3 separate regions of the Mus musculus genome follow, and regions 1 and 2 are each linked to region 3. The links are chromatin contacts, called in public HiChIP or PLAC-seq and promoter capture Hi-C maps. All regions are on one chromosome and are shown on one strand. Each heading gives the region's core, a stretch centred on a gene start, on an enhancer-like site or on the middle of the called end of the contact. The rest is flanking DNA. Distances are from core to core; before and after follow the strand shown.

Region 1 (2,700 bases), core at 200-2,699, 200 kb after region 3:
AGGCCCTCTGAAAACAAGCCAAATGGCCTGGGATCCAGTCAAGAAAGAGTTAAACTTTTCTATGGAAAATGAACAAGAGCCAGAAAGATGGCTCAGCAGGCTTGCTCACATGCACTAACACTGATAACCAGAGTTCAATCCCTGGGACTCACATGGTAGAAGTAGAGAACTGAGTCCTTCAAGATGTCCCCTGATTCCACATGTATCCTGTGACATACACATGCCCACAGACATAAGTAAATAATTACATATATATATATATACACACACACATATACATATATACATACATACATGCATACATACACACATCAAGCAAGCAACAGAATAAAATATTTTGAATTGAATTGAAGAAGGAAGAAGAAGAAGGAGGAAGGAGAGGAAGAAGAAGAAGAAGAAGAAGAAGAAGGAGGAGGAGGAGGAGGAGGAGGAGGAGGAGGAGGAGGAGGAGGAGGAGGAGGAGAAGAAAAGACAGGCTGGGCAGTGCTAGGTATGCCACATCTTTAATCCCAGCACTCTGGAGGCAGTCTTGTGATGTCAGATCTCATTATGAGATGGTTGCTCTTTCCAGCCCCGCTCACTCTGGCCCAAAGATTTATTATATGTAAGTAAACTGTAGCTGTTTTCAGATACTCCAGAAGAGGGACGAATGGATGTGAGCCACCATGTGATTGCTGGGATTTGAACTCAGAACCTTTGGAAGAGCAGTCAGTGCTCTTAACCTCTGAGCCATCTCTCCAGCCCCCGGAACACATACTCTTAACTCCTGAGCCATCTCTTCTGGCTGGTTTTTCCTTTCTTTGTTTATTTTTCAAGACAGGGTTTGTTTTTAAGAGGGTAACATCCTGGCTGTCCTAACCTCTGTAGACCAGGTTGGCCTCAAACTCACAGAGATCCACCTACCTCTGTCCCCCCCCACCCCCACCCCCCCAGTGCTGGGGTAAGAAGCTTGAGGCACCACACTCAGCTTAGGCATTTTCTTTGTTAATGTTAATGGGGGAGGGCCTAGCCCATTGTGGGCAGTGCCATCCCTGGGCTGGTGGTCCTGGGTTCTATAAGAAAGCAGGCTGAGCAAGCCACCAGCACAAGCTGGTGAGCAGCACCCCTCCACAAAGGCCTCTGCCTCAACTCCAGTCTCCAGGTTCCTGCCCTGTTTGAGTTTCTGTCCCGACTTCCTTCAGTGATGGACTATAATGTGAACGTGTAAGCCAAATAAATCCTTTCCTCCCCAACTTGCCTTGGGTATGGTGTTTCATCACATTAATAGTAACCCTAAGTAGGACACCATCTTGCCAGCTCCCAAAACTGAGAAAGGTTTTGGACTGCTGTCTGAACTTCAAAGGATTTGGGAAGATCTATGAACCCAATAGGTGGTCTAAAGATCTGTAGATATCTTCTCTGAGACCCTTGAGGTCAGCACATCTGTAAGGGTAACTAATGTGTTCAGTCCTGCATCTGTAATTGCAATGTCTGACTTCTGCTTTCTGCCAGTTGAGTAACAGGAAGTAAATTTGCTACAGAGTTGTCTTTTTTTTTTTTTTTTTTTTAAAGGAGAACAAAGTTTTGAATGAACGGTTTAGAAGTCTGAGGGAGATCTTTGAAAAGTACTAAAAGGTGGGGCCTGGGGTCACAGAGGTCTCTCAGCAACACCCAGCTGCCTTCAGGCTGAGCGAAGAACCACTAAAAAGAATTAGGTAGAGGTCAATAGATTTGTTTTATTTCTGAAGATCTGTTTTCGCCCCCTCTGAAAAGAAGCACTGTTTAATGACTCTGCAATATTTGTAAATCGAGTTGCTGAAGAACAAAACCCTACACAAACTAGCTTCAGTAAAATGGGAATTTAAAAGAATTTGAGCTGCACAGAATTTAGAGAGCTATGTGTTTCCCTTTCCCCCTGCTGTGCTGGATCCCTCGAAGCTTAGAACTGGGGCATAGCTCAATCTGCTTGCCCTGGGTTGATCTCTGGCTCTGGGTAGTGGTACCTGCCTGTAATCCCAGCACTGTAGAGGTTGAAAGTGGAGAATCCAAAAGTCAAGGTCGTAGTCACCTACGCCTTGAGTCTCAGGCCAGCCAGGACTGATAGGACTCTGTTTTAAAACAAAACAAGCCTGGTGCGGTGGCGCACACATTTAATCCCAGCACTTGGGATGTAGAGACAGGTGCATCTCTGTAACTTCAAGACCAGGCTGAACTATATAACAAGTTCCAAGCCAGCCAGGACTACACAGTGAGACCTTGTCTTAAAATAAAACAACCTAGACAAACCAACAAACAAAACAAAGCCCCAAAAGACAAAACTCCCAAACAAACCACTAATAAGGCTGTGAAATGTCAGAGTGCAAAAGAAACTTCACTAAAATCAAGGTCTACCATGGGAGTTTTGGCAGAGCTGCGTTCCTTCTGGTGACAGTATGTTTGCTGGTCTTGTCCTGCTTCAGGAACCTGGCTGCACCACTTAGCTCTGGTTCGCTTCTGCCTTCCAGCCAGAGACTGGAGTTTTTCTCACAGTGCTATCCCAGTTTCCTACTCGGCCTCACTCCCCACTTGTAAGGGCCTCTGGACTATAAGTATGCCATGTCTACATATGCTTATCTGGGTAGGCCGGAAGGATCTTCTTATCTCCAGGTCTTTAATTCCCTCTGCAAACTTAATTGTCCTTTGTCATGAAAGGCAGTACAGTCGCAGTTGTTAGAGGTTAGG
Region 2 (2,700 bases), core at 29-2,528, 160 kb after region 3:
CAGGCAGCTCAGGCAGCTCACAATGGTCTGCCACTCTTGCAACTCTAGCTCCAGTGATCAAACATCTTCTGGCTACTAAGGGCACCCACACACACATAGCAGACCTTCACACAGATACACCTACATGTACACTGAGTAAAAACAAAAGGATTTTTTACATTTATTTTTTATGTGTGTGCACATGTGCAGGTGTTTGTGAAGGTTAGGAGAGGGAGTCAGGGTCCATGGAGCTGAGCTCACAGGTGACGACTGCCTGTGTGCTGCCTGACATGGGGATAGGGTACCACCAAGCTCGATGACTTAAGTTTAATTCCCAGGGCCCACACGGTAGAGGAGAAATGACTCCCACAGCACACCTATTCACACACACACACACACACACACACACACACACACACACACTCTCTCTCTCTCTCTCTCACACACACACACACACACACACACGATTTCAACACAATTACCAAATCAAATGTGTCAGGCCCTTTTCTCTCCACATATAAACATTTATTTTTCTAGTAATCTCAATACATCCCATTTACAGGGGAAAAGAAACGTAACTTGAGCAGTTTCTGGTTTTACTTGGATTATAATTCTGTCCAAGGTATCTCCAGAGACTTTTTGTGACCTCACCCTCTTCTTGCAGAATTCCAGGTATAAGCCAACATTCCTGCTTCTCATTCTGCCTTTGCTTAGTACTTCAATCACTAAGGTAATATTTATAGTGTTCGTTCTCCTTTTAGTAATAAGAGGGGTCTAAACCCAGGGAGGTGGTGCTTGCCTGTAATCCCAACACCTGCAGGATGGAGGCGGGATCCGTTCAAGGTCATCTGCAGTTACTTCATGAATCAAGAGACCCGCAAAAGACTCCAAACGAGATCCTGTCTCAATTCAAACACACAAAGAAGAATAAGATCTTAACGATTCATTCAAAGTCGGGGCTTTCCAAAGGGGTCCCGAAAGGTTACAATCCGGACCCTTTCCGTGGAAAGCGCAAGTGAATGAAGCAAAGAGCTCTCTACCCGACCACCACACCCCGTTTCCTCACGTCACAACCCCCCAGAGCAGCGCCAGGAGCCCGCGAACCGCTCGAGCGTTGAACCCGGATTGGTCGCTACGACCATCCCTGTCAGCATCGGGGCTCCCGCCGCCGCTGCGCGTGGTTCTGCTAGCGGTTCTGGAGCTCCGGGGTCAGGCGGAGGACAGCGGCGGGGGCGGGGCCTGACCACGTGACCGCCCCCGCCCCGCCCGCCCTGCGGCCCTCCAGCCCGCCGCCCGCCCGCCCGGCTGCAGCTCCCGGCGTGCCCTGCACTCTCTGCTGCCCGCCGCCGACCCCTCCTTCTTCTCGTCCCAGTGCCACCGAGCCGGAGTCCGAGCCACCGCCGCCGCAGCCACTTCAGCCGCGGGCACTATGGTAAGGTGGGCGCGCCGGCGGGGGAATGCTGGGCGCGGCGCGGATCCCCGCGCGGCCGCCATCTTAACCCTGCCTGGGCCTGTGCGGTGGGCGCTTCGGCGCTGCGGGCCGAGGGCTCGAGGCCCTGCGGCCGCTCCGAGTCCCGAGGCGGGAGGGCCCGGCGCAGGCCCGGCGCGAGAGGGTCGCTCCTTGGGCCAGGGCCCCCGCGTGTTGCTCTGCCCTGCGCGGCTTAAGGTTTTTAACTCGCGCGCTGTAAGGTTGGTACGTGGCCAGCAGCCTCTGGGTGAGGGTCTAGGAGGCCGGCCATAACGCCGTTCCGAGGAGATTGAACAGGTAGAAACCTATTTTAAAACGCTTTTCTCGCCGTAGGGAGCCTTTTCACGGGATCTGTTAGTTTCAAAGCGGCTGCCAATGGGCGGTGGGGCGTAATCGCTGTAGCCGCAGCGGGTTGGAGTTTACACTTGATTCTCTTTCCTTATGTGGAAGCAGCCGTGGCTAAGACGGCTTTAAAGAAAGAAAAAAAAAATAGTAGAAGCGTTAACTGAAATCCTGGAGTGTTTTTTTTTAAGGCCTGCAGAGTTGACACAATACAGAAGGTATTTTTGCTGCTGCTCCTGAAGCTCTGACATCACCCAGTGAAATAGGAAACATTTCAGGCATGGCTCAACTGTATTTGTCCCTTCCCACCTCCCGTTAGCGGTTCTCTCCGTACTCCTTTAAGAAGGATGAATGAGCAGTATGAGTTAGACATTTTACCCGTATCTTCTTCTGATATTTAAAATTGACAGACCTAATAGGACTGCTTACGTTGTTTGGTGCAGTTTTTTAATACTCTGGCCAGACTGAAGTCTATGATTTTGGTTAAAACCGAAATCCTTATTCTAAATTCCCACCCTTTGTTTGTTTTCAGGCATCTGGAGTTACAGTGAATGATGAAGTCATCAAAGTTTTTAATGATATGAAAGTAAGAAAATCTTCTACACAGGAGGAGATCAAAAAAAGAAAGAAAGCAGTTCTCTTCTGTTTGAGCGATGACAAAAGACAAATAATTGTAGAGGAAGCCAAGCAGATCTTGGTGGGTGACATTGGTGACACTGTAGAGGACCCCTACACATCTTTTGTGAAGTTGTTGCCTCTGAATGATTGCCGATATGCTTTGTACGATGCCACGTACGAAACAAAAGAGTCTAAGAAAGAAGACCTAGTATTTATATTCTGGTGTGTAAAAACAAAAGAAAAAAAGTACTTCTAAAAGTGCAAGGATTATTATTATCAGAGTCAGTTTTTGC
Region 3 (2,700 bases), core at 6-2,505:
TTCTAAGCTCCTACACAACATCTGACAGAGCTCTTAACAATGGATCTTCAAGCCGAAAGTTCCAAAGTCCTTCCACAGTCCTCCCCAAAACATGGTCAGGTTGTCACAGGAATATCCCACTATGCTGGTACCAATTTGTCTTAGTCGGGGTTTCTATTCCTCCACAAACATCATGACCAAGAAACAAGTTGGGGAGAAAAGGATTTATTCATCTTACACTTCCATACTGCTGTTCATCACCAGAGGATGTCAGGACTGGAACTCAAGCAGGTCAGGAAGCAGGAGCTGATGGAGAGGCCATGGAGGGATGTTCCTTACTGGCTTGCTTCCCCTGGCTTGCTCAGCCTGCTCTCTTATAGAACCCAAGACAGCCAGCCCAGAGATGGTCCCACCCACAAGGGGCCTTTCCCCCTTGATCATTAATTGAGAAAATGGCTTACAATTGGATCTCATGGAGGCATTTCCCCAACTGAAACTCCTTTCTCTGTGCTAACTCCAGCTGTGTCAAGTTGACACAAAACTAGCCAGTACACACCCCTTTCACAGTGGTCATTTCCTTCCTTCTTCACCCTCTCTCTCAGTCTCTGTCTTTCTGTCTCTCTGTCTCTGTCTCTGCCTCTTTTTCTCTCTCATGATACAAGGCCTGACTATGTAGTCCTGGCTGTCCTAGAACTCAGTATGTAGACCAAGCTGTCCTGGGACACACAGAGATCTGCCTGCCTCTCCCTTCCAAGTCATGCACACCACCTCTGGCCTCTTTCCCTCTCCTACCCTTCTTTCTCTTCAAAGAGCTTATGGTTACTATTTATTTATTTATCATTTATTTATGAGTATTTCTCCTGCATGTGTGTACATGCACCATGTGTGTACCCACGTCTTCAGAGGTCAGAGAAACTAGCTGGAGTCCCTGGAACTCTAGTTAGGAATGGTTGTGAGCCACCACTGGAACCCAGGCCGTCGTTACAAACAGGAAGTGCTCTTAACCACTCTCCAGCCCTGGAGCCAGTCTTTAGAGAGCATGCCTAACTCCTTGGCTCTAATGTTCTCTCCTCACTTAGTTAGACTTTCTCCTCCCTACTGAGTCCATCTGCCCCCGGTCTCATCCTGCATCAGGCTTGCTGAGCACTGCGGGGGCAATGAGCATGGCTGTTGGAACTCATTGCCCACCACTTTTCTGGGGCAGGTTTGTAGTGCACTACTCCATCTTACTGTGTTTTCTGACTTCCAGACTCCTCGTATTTTTACAGCAGCCCCTCAGACACTTTCTATTTCACTTCCTCAAATTCAATTACTAACGTAAAGGGATGGGCGGAAACTCAGCATGTTCAGCTTGAGAAGTTTTCATGTCTCAAGGTGCAAAAGCAACTGGTATTTAGTAAAAATTGTACTTCGAATCTGAGTTTCAGTCTCCTGAGGCTAGCCATATGCAATATAGGACCTCCTTGGAATACTGGACAGTTGTCACATCTCCCAGGGAACCATGAAATCATGGAGGGGGATGGGGAACAGCAGACAATTGGCAGGCCAAAATGTTACTCAGGGAGTTTTGGGGTGCTATAAGAATAAAATACATGAGACATTCAACACTTCATTATAAAATAGGCTTTGTGACAGATAAGTTTGGCCAATTATAGGTTAATAGTGTTGTTCTGAATGTGTTCAAAGTAGGCTAAGCTAAAAGCAATGGTGTCCAGTAGATTATATGTATTCTGTGTTTAGACCAAGTATTGTCAACTAATAGTAAGTATATGGGGTGATGCCCTGTCATAACTTTAGAAGCATCTGTGTATAATTCTACTTGACAAGTTAGTGGGGTTTTTTTCTCCTATCTGATGGTTATCTGTGCTCTAAAGCTCTTTCTACCCCTCCACTTTATTTGGTTTTGGTTTTTCAAGACATGGTTTCTCTGTGTAGCCCTGGCTGGCCTTGAACTCAGAGACCTTCCTGCCTCTGTCTCCCAAGAACTAAGATTAGAGTCACGTGCCGCCACCACCTGGCTCTCTTGCTTTCTTATTTTTTCTGTTATCATCTTTCTTCTAATATATTTAATTATTTCTTTTAATTCCAGAACTATCTTATTTTTAAATAAATTTATTCTATTTTATGTGTGTGGGGGGCTGTTTTTGCTTTCATGCCTGATGCCCCATGGCCCAAGTCAGCATCAGATCCTCTGGAACTAGAATTATAGACAGTTGTAAGCTACCAATTCTGCAAATTGAACCTACTTCCTCTAGAACATGGGTTTTCCACGTGTGGGTCTCAATCCCTTTGGTGAACCTTTATTTCCAAAAATGTTTACATTGTGATTCATAACAGTAAAAAATTAGTTATGAAGTGACAATGGAAATAATTTCATGGTGGTGGTCCCCAAAATATGAGGAACTATATTGAATGGTCGCAGCATTAGGAAGGTCGAGAACCACTGCTCTATGAGAACAGCCAGTGCTCTTAACCAGTCCAGCCTCCAGATCAGCTTATCTGATAGGCTTTAAAACAAAACATGGTCTCTCTGTGTAGTCCTGGCTAGGCTAGAGCTCTGTGTAGAACAGGCTGGCCTCTAACTCACAGAGATCAGCCTGTTTCTATCTCCAAAGTCCTGCGATTAAAAGCTTGCACGGCCGTGCCCGTTTTAATAGACTTTGTTTCTTCTAAGAAATACTTTTTAAGAGATTATTTTAGGTGTGTAAGTGGTCTGCCTGC

Evidence for each region. HiChIP or PLAC-seq counts read pairs in DNA pulled down with a chosen protein or histone mark. Capture Hi-C pulls out chosen DNA fragments and counts their contacts.
Region 1: a promoter capture Hi-C map of adipose tissue shows a contact between it and region 3. The contact joins two enhancer-like sites. A contact is called at or near these places in 7 of 39 promoter capture datasets (the C10 cell line, the HPC-7 cell line, cranial neural crest and 4 more), 1 of 484 Hi-C or Micro-C datasets (the Ba/F3 cell line), 3 of 115 datasets of contacts at active chromatin or transcription factors (bone marrow-derived macrophages, embryonic stem cells and pancreatic cancer cells) and 4 of 9 other capture datasets (adipose tissue, embryonic stem cells, liver and 1 more).
Region 2: a contact with region 3 is called in an H3K4me3 HiChIP or PLAC-seq map of bone marrow-derived macrophages, with 2.5 times the contacts expected there. The contact joins the promoter of Cfl2 here to the enhancer-like site in region 3. A contact is called at or near these places in 8 of 39 promoter capture datasets (cranial neural crest, embryonic stem cells, frontonasal cranial neural crest and 5 more), 2 of 484 Hi-C or Micro-C datasets (the N1E-115 cell line and nephron progenitors), 5 of 115 datasets of contacts at active chromatin or transcription factors (T-cell acute lymphoblastic leukemia, bone marrow-derived macrophages, embryonic stem cells and 1 more) and 2 of 9 other capture datasets (adipose tissue and pancreatic islet).

What each region holds. Positions count from the first base shown.
Region 1 is chr12:54,819,635-54,822,334 of GRCm38.p6, reverse strand. No RefSeq gene overlaps it. Among named protein-coding and RNA genes, the nearest start is that of Snx6, 25 kb to the right of the region's middle. Within about 2 kb of position 1,449, at least 73 of the 459 cell types and tissues checked have an H3K27ac peak or open chromatin away from gene starts, as enhancers often do. A contact at or near this core is called in the Ba/F3 cell line, the HPC-7 cell line, adipose tissue and 3 more, where this site is marked.
Region 2 is chr12:54,861,455-54,864,154 of GRCm38.p6, reverse strand. It overlaps Cfl2 (cofilin 2, muscle), which reads left to right and starts at 1,278. Exons shown (of 4, transcript NM_007688.2): 1 at 1,278-1,411; 2 at 2,322-2,629. The coding sequence starts at 1,409.
Region 3 is chr12:55,018,101-55,020,800 of GRCm38.p6, reverse strand. No RefSeq gene overlaps it. Among named protein-coding and RNA genes, the nearest start is that of Gm24296, 22 kb to the right of the region's middle. Within about 2 kb of position 1,255, at least 76 of the 459 cell types and tissues checked have an H3K27ac peak or open chromatin away from gene starts, as enhancers often do. A contact at or near this core is called in the Ba/F3 cell line, the HPC-7 cell line, adipose tissue and 4 more, where this site is marked.